Regions from separate parts of the Mus musculus genome. Here region 1 is linked to region 2. A link is a contact called in public promoter capture Hi-C data. All regions are on one chromosome and are shown on one strand. Each heading gives the region's core, a stretch centred on a gene start, on an enhancer-like site or on the middle of the called end of the contact. The rest is flanking DNA. Distances are from core to core; before and after follow the strand shown. Region 1 has its middle 79 kb from the start of Pitrm1. Region 2 holds the start of Akr1c12 (aldo-keto reductase family 1, member C12).

Evidence for each region. Promoter capture Hi-C pulls out the DNA fragments that hold promoters and counts their contacts.
Region 1: a promoter capture Hi-C map of hippocampal neurons shows a contact between it and region 2, with 5 times the contacts expected there. The contact joins the enhancer-like site here to the promoter of Akr1c12 in region 2. A contact is called at or near these places in 6 of 39 promoter capture datasets (cranial neural crest, embryonic stem cells, hippocampal neurons and 2 more), 1 of 115 datasets of contacts at active chromatin or transcription factors (astrocytes) and 1 of 9 other capture datasets (liver).

The regions. Positions count from the first base shown.
Region 1 is chr13:6,467,302-6,470,901 of GRCm38.p6, forward strand. No RefSeq gene overlaps it. Among named protein-coding and RNA genes, the nearest start is that of Pitrm1, 79 kb to the right of the region's middle. Within about 2 kb of position 2,215, at least 50 of the 459 cell types and tissues checked have an H3K27ac peak or open chromatin away from gene starts, as enhancers often do. A contact at or near this core is called in astrocytes and hippocampal neurons, where this site is marked.
Region 2 is chr13:4,277,064-4,280,981 of GRCm38.p6, forward strand. Akr1c12 (aldo-keto reductase family 1, member C12) reads right to left here and starts at 2,336. Exons shown (of 9, transcript NM_013777.2): 1 at 2,210-2,336. The coding sequence starts at 2,293.

The sequences.
Region 1 (3,600 bases), core at 965-3,464, 2.2 Mb after region 2:
CTATTCCTGAGGAGTCATGAACAAACATCTACTCAAGCCAAATAGAGAACCCACAGAGACCACAATAAAGATATCACCTGTCTTAGTCAGGGATTCTATTCCTGCACAAACATCATGACCAAGAAGCAAGTTGGGGAGGGAAGGGTTTATTCAGCTTACATTTCTGCATTGCTGTTCATCACCAAGGAAGTCTGGACTGGAACTCGTACAGGGTAGGAACTTAGAGGCAGGAGCTGATGCAGAGGCCATGGAGGGGTGCTGCTTACTGGATTGCTTCCCCTGGCTTGCTCAGCTTGCTTTCTTATAGAACCCAGGAGTACCAGCCCACGGATGGCACGGCCCACAATGGGCCCTCCCACCCTTGGTCACTAATTGAGAAAATGCCTTACAGCTGGATCTCATGGAGGCATTTTCTCAAGGGAGGCTCCTTTCTCTGTGACAACTCCAGCTTGAGTCAAGTTGACACACAAAACCAACTAGTATAGCACCAAAGTCCAACTAATAAGCCATGGTTTATTAGAGTTACCTAGAGGAGCAGAAATAGCTCAAAGACAGGTACATCACCAAAAGCCTACCCCCCACCGCCAACATGGGTGACAGCTCACAAAAGCTTCAAACTTGAAGCTCACAGTATAACAGGCAGGCAGCTAGAGAGGTTGTAGGGTGTCTACTTCAGGCAGTTAGGTGGTTTGAGCCTCTTCTGGAGAGCTCAATTTGTCTGAGTATGTCTCTCGTCAGTCTTTACTGCTTATACCTGCTTGGAGAAGGAAATTCTTAGTGAATCTGGTTAGTTTCAGGAACTTCCTAGACTTGTTGAGTTGTTAACTTCTTGAATTTTATTAGCTTTTTCTGCAGGATAGAAGGTTGTACCTCTGTCTCAGATAGCCAGAGTCTTAAGTAGCTTCTCTCCAAGGAGAAATATTTAATTTCTGAGGAAACTGCTCCACAGCAAGGCTAGGTCATACAGAACCACACAGTCTGCCATGGAACCTGCCTCCATTCTCACAAGCTCTCCTGCACACACACGCGGATGCTATAATTTGAGATCCTGAGAGAATCCTCGAGGTATGGCTGGCCAGGAACATCTTTACCCTAAGAGAAAGACTACTGTACATTTGTACATATCAGAGTTCACTATACTCTGAAAGAGTCTTCCTTGAAGAAAGGTGAAAGCTTGCAGGACAAGCAGTACCACACTGAACTCACAAAGTGATATAGCTCCATCCTGCTAGCATCCTGAAGAAGAGTGAGATGGACATTGAGGGCAAAGGGTTAGTGAAAGATCCTGAGAGAGAGCGAAAATTATTTAAGCCCCTAGACCTGTGTCATTAATGGCAGGGAGTAGAACTTGCCCCATTGTTGCAGGAAATGTTTGTACAGAATACTCTAACCATTCCTTAAATCCATTATGCAAACTTGCTAGCTTGCCAAATGCTATAGCCCAATGCCAGGTGTTTGCGGTTTCTGCCTTTATAAACCCCTTACCCCTTGAGCTCGTGGTCGACTCCTCTACCCCTGCGTGGGATATGAGTCGTCCCCAGTGCACTGTTCTTTCCCGAATAAACCTCTTGCAGTTTTCATCAAGACCATTTCTCGTGAGAGATTTGGGGTGTCACCTCTCCTGAGTCAGAACGTGGGGGAGTCCTCACGTTGTGGGTCTTTCATTAGAAGTCAAGGCACTGAGATATTTGAGATTGTATAGACCATAGGTATATTTGTGGGGTGTATATTTTCTATTTATATTCCAAGTAGTATGCATAGATTTTTATTAGACTCTGTCATGGTCCTCAACTTTCACCTTCACACATTCCCCTCCTACATTACTAAGTGAAGGAACGTCAGTTCTTGCTATGAATCACAGTCACCGGTAAGCAACTGAGATTTTGTGTCAACTTCTTGAAACCTGGAAGAAGCCCAACTGCACTTGTGTTGATTTGTGTAATGGCACTGGGGTCTGTGGTATAGGAAGTCACTGAGTCTGCCAACTCGTGCTTTGAACATGACTATACCCCATATAATAATTACATATATGCATTTCAAAACTGCTAGAGGATGCTATGCGCTGAGTGTTTGCTATTCCAAAGCTCATCCTGCTCTTTATCATTCACTGACGTTGACCCTTAATGAAGAGGGAGACAGCTCACTTCCTTCAGCATCTAAAGAAGACAGTGTTTACTGCAGCCTCCGAGGAGATAATTATCGGCCGCACTGCCACCTGCTGGAAGACTCAGAAGAAAGCTTCCTTCCCTTCTTGGAAAAACCCCTGGGGAGAGAGCCCAAGAGACAAAGGTCACCTGCGATGAGTTTCCCCAGCAAGACTATAACTTGAGACTTATTTTCAAAACCAGCCTCGTCCAGTCCATTCAGAATGCAGAGCCCCTCCCAGGAGTTCTTTCTGCTCAGTGGAGGCTGAAACTGATGGGCAGTCAGCCAGGAAGTGCCTGAAGCTTTGGTTCAAAAATGAGATTCAGAGCATGTGTTGGACTGTGACAAGGGAAGTGAAGGACATCGCTCATGCTCACACATGCCTATGCCTGGGTTGTTCCTCTCAGAGGCTCTGTGGTACACTCCCACCATGCACTCTCTCTCCTCCTCCATCTCCTGAACCTTTCTCCCTCCCTCCTCTCTCCATGTTATTTATCTTCATCTCTCTTTATGTCACCACAATGTCTAATACACACACACTATGCAGGTTCACACATACACCCAGATACATACCTGCCCACACATACACACAGCATTATCACCACACGCATGGACACACCATACAGACACGTGTGTTCACAGGTGTGCCAACGCGCCTCATAGGCAGAGAGAGTCTTGAGGTCGGCAGCTTACTATGCAGGCTGTTAAGCTCTCATAAATACCTAGAATATCAAAAGACAGATTTGTCCAAGACCTGTGCATTTCCTATTTGTAGTTCACTAATTGTCTACTTTATGTGACTGCTAATGCTTACTCAATATGCAGGAAATTGACATAATGACAGAGTTGGATGTGTTCTCGGCCCTGGGGTTCTAATATGCCTGATTTCAGTCAGCATGCATAAACGTGGAGTATTCAGGGTCTCCGACATGATGAGGAGTTTACGGAGACTGGATTGCTTCTAGAAACACCCAAGACAACGAAACATGGCATGATATGATTGCCATGGTAACGAGGGTATTCCAAATGAAAATCACTACGGTGCATCACTAATTTAGGGCTCCACTAAACACCAAATAATATTTCTCTTAAGAATGCTGAGCTGTGGTTCCTGGTAATGCAGGGTCCTGTAGCAAATGCCACACTGCAGAAGAAAAGTACAGGGGAAATTCTCCGCATACTGTGCAGGGTTACTGTGGATACCCCAAGGGTGGGAGTCAGACCACATCCACTCATGGTGGTTCATTTAGAGAAGTTCTTAATATATTGCAACTGCGACATACACTAGTAATTTTCCAAACCTGGGATTTGGTTTAGAAATCAGCTCAAATCTGGTTGGCCCTTGTGTCTAGTCTAAGCTGAATCATTATTCCTGCATGTGGCTCAAACCGCATAATGGTATAAGAGGTGCAGGCATGAAAGGAACGTGTTAGAGGCACAGCTAGGAATCCGCAG
Region 2 (3,918 bases), core at 1,086-3,585:
AAAAGCATCTAATGTAAGAGTATATCCTTATTTAAAGTACCTTAACTACATCATGTTAGAGATTATTTATTTCGGGTATCAGCCTCTTCAATCAAAGATTATTTGTTTTAAAAAGAAATGGCTAGAATTAAATCTAAAATTATTGCCTTGACTGCCAGATTTGAGTAACAATATGACTGGGGTTTTGTTAAAGGTTTAGGGTGTGGACTGGGGAGATGTCTCACTCAGTAACACCCTTGCAGACAACTTTGGTATCTTAGTTTGGAACCCAGCTCTCTTGTAAAGCAGAGTATGGCATGCAGACCCAGTGCATGAGGAGGAAGCATCAAGGTGAGCCCTGCAGCTCACCCCTGAGCACTACAGACTCGGTGAGACACTGGGTTCACACAGATGAAGCAGGAGCATTGGAGGGCGGCTTTGACCTCTTACTTCCTCAGACGTTGTTCACAACACGCAAAGACACATACAATCATACAACACTTACAAAGGGTTGAAAAAGTAAATGAGAGTGGCTTTTTCATTGTCCTAAGAATCTCTACAGCTATCCTTTCACGATAAAAGACAGTGACTAAAATTCTGGCTTCTACCACCTTTTGTGGAAACCAGCCGTGCCTTATCCAAGAGTAAGGACACTGTGAGTTATCAAAGCTGAGGCTACAGTAGTGGCCTTGACCTATTCCTGATATTGTGCAACTTTGCAAAAGTAACAAATCCTGTGTATATCTCCAGATTTCTCTGGAGTCTAACAGGAAGGAGATGGACACATTTGAAGTCAAGGGAAGAGGTCCTTTGCCACACATTTAAAAGGTATCAGGAGGAATAGAAAACAAGAAAGGCCCTCCAGGTTCTCAAACAGTCCACTCGATGTTTTTTGTTCTGAGGACAACCATGTTCTAAATCCAAAATACACTAATGAATACCAATAACTCATATTTATCTTTACTAGGTCCTCCTTCTCCCCATCATAATGATGCACTATGAAATTCCAGAAAGTTTTCTACAGTTGAGAGTTATACATGGGAGATCTTACTTAGTTCTTGTAAACATCCACTGTGAGATGCTGATAGCTACCCTGAAACAAAACCAAAGTATTTGCAAATATTTGTTTCAGGCCTTAGTCTCCTACATTGGTTCCCAACCTTCCTAATGCTGCAACTCTTTAATTCATTGCCTCATGTTGTGGGGACCCATAAAATGATTTTGTTGCTACTTCATACTGTAATTGTGCTACTGTTATGCATCATAATGTAAATATCTGATGGCCAGGATATCTTATATGCAAACTTTTGGAAATCCAAAAGAGTTCCAACTCACAGATTGAGAACCACTGATCTACAGGAAGCCACCCTGAGTTACCATGTTCATTTCTGGCACCTTTCCTTTTTGGAATGAAAATTGGTGCTGTAGATTGTGGACATAAACATAAGTCCCCTCCCACACTGCAACCAAGACAGCTGTTGGGCAATCTGGTGACTTTATTCTCCTGTATCAATCTGTGAAGCATGGATACAGGAAAAGCATAGTGCCCAGAATTGTTAGGTGATGGGTCTGTCACTTTAAGCCTGGAGCTCACAGCCAAGTTCTCTCTTAGAGCTGATGGGCTTTGGATGGGAACAGTAAACTCACAAGCAGGCCTAGGCCAGAAAAGTAAATCCAAGAAAAAAAAACAAAACCAAAACCAAAAAAACAACAAAAAGGACACAGCCACATCCTGCCAAGCCCAGATTCCCTAGCTGACAGCAAGAATAACAGGGAAGATAAGCAAACATTTTCCCTGTCTCTGTAGTCACTGACTGAGTAATAGCAAGTATCCCAGTGCCACTGAGGCATGTACCCAAGAGCTTCAATATATGCTACACTATCAACTGCCACCAGGGAAAAATGTCTTTAGAGTTTAGCCTTTCCTATGTTCCCTATAAGCATGCCTCCCTATGGACTGACCAGGAACACGGATCTTTTTCCCAGAAAAAAAGCAAGCATGTTTATAGACCCCGTTCTTTTGCCTGAATCCTCATGCACCCTCCCATGGAACCAGCTCAGTCTCTTACCCATAGCCACCAATTACAGCTGTTACTGTAACCTCTATTTAATAAGAAAAGTCAACAAGTGGGGACACAATCAGACACCGATGCAGGGCAAATCTAACTATCTGCTCTCTTGTACATAGATTAGCTCTAGCCTGGAGATACTGAGAATTCTGTATTCTTACCTCCTTGGGTTTATAGGTGCCAAAGCCCAGGGCAGGAATTAAGTGGCCATCGTTTAGTTTGACATAGTGCTGTTTGGAGCTCATTGTCTCTCACTCCCCTGGCTAAGCACTTCCTGAGTCTTCTGTTGCCCTGAAGCGGAAGTGGGTAAACATTGTATATCAACTTCCTGTCAAATGGTTAGCAAGGGACATTCCCTTTCTGAAAGTTAGCCATGCCTACTCACTGGCTAATGTTTAACTATCTGCTATCCAGCTAATGATTAATCAGTGCTACTGTCTAGCTAATGGTTAACAGTACTGTTGTGTGCCTACTGTTTAAATACTACTATCGTCTCTCTAATGGACACCAACTCAAGGGAGGAGTCAGAAATTTAAAGCAGTATTCCACAAATAAGAACGCAAGCCACTCATTTTCATATGATGGATGAATTTCAAATAAAGTACTATATAATGATAAAGCATTTGTTTTCTGTGTTTTTTCTCTTGTTTATCTCATATATTATATATTATTAGAGAAGAGATTAATTGGATAATTTTGATACTGAAGACATTTATTTTCATTTGGCCAGTATGAAGCCTCTACTTGATCATGCATCACTGAAAATAATGATCTACTGCATACCATACAACATAATTAGCAAAGAAGCCACAATTGAGTTCTTAAAATGATAGGGACACACTCCCCTCACAATATTTCAACCCAAAAATTGCCCTATCTACAAGAAATATCAGGACAAAGATGAAAGAGGGACTAAGGGAATGGCCAAGGAATACCCGGTGCAACTTGAGACCTATCACATGGGCAAGCACCAATCCCTGACACTATTAACGATACTCTGTTATGCTTGCAGATAGGAAGCTAGCATAATTGACCTCTGAGAGGCTTAATCTAGCATCTGAGTGAGACAGATGCAGAGGCCCACAGACAAACATTGGATGGAGCTCAGGCACTCTTGTGATTATTTGTGTGGGGGAGAATTGAGCATCCTGAAGGGGGTAGAAATCCTATATTAAGATCAACAAGGCCAACTAATCTGGACCCTTGGGGGGCTCTCAGAGATTGAACTACCAACCAAAGAGTCTGGCTAGACCTATCCCCCTCCCCCCACATATGTAGTAGTTGTTCAGCTCCATCTTCATGTGGGTCCCCCCAATAACTAGAGCAAATCTATCCCTAAAGGTTTTTTGTGGAATCTGTCCCCCCAACTGGGTTACCTTCTCTCACTTCAGTAGGAAAGGATGCACCTAGCCTTGCAAAAACTTGATGTGCCTGGGTCGGGGGATATCCAGGATACATCCACCCTCTCAGAAGCGAAAGGGAGGGGAAAGGGACTTTGCAAAGGACTGAGGGTACTGTAGTGTGGTCCAGGGGCAGAGTCAGCAGTCAAGATGTAAAGTGAATATGTAAATTATTTACTGAAAAAGAAAAACCTCATGAACTGAATTTAGTCTTCTCAGAATTTTATTTAAAAAGTAATCAACAATTAAAGTTGAAAAGTTTAAACGTTTTGAAATTTCTCCCTGCAATTTTTTCCTGAATTTTTTTATTGTCACTGATAGAATTGTGACCCTGAAATACACAGTAAAGGGGACAGCACAGAATAGTGCTTAGTGGTTGAAAAACAAATGGCAGTTACTGGATTTTTTTTCCTGCACCATGACTTAAACATTTCTGACACATTCATTTCATAGACAAGTTTAATATATTT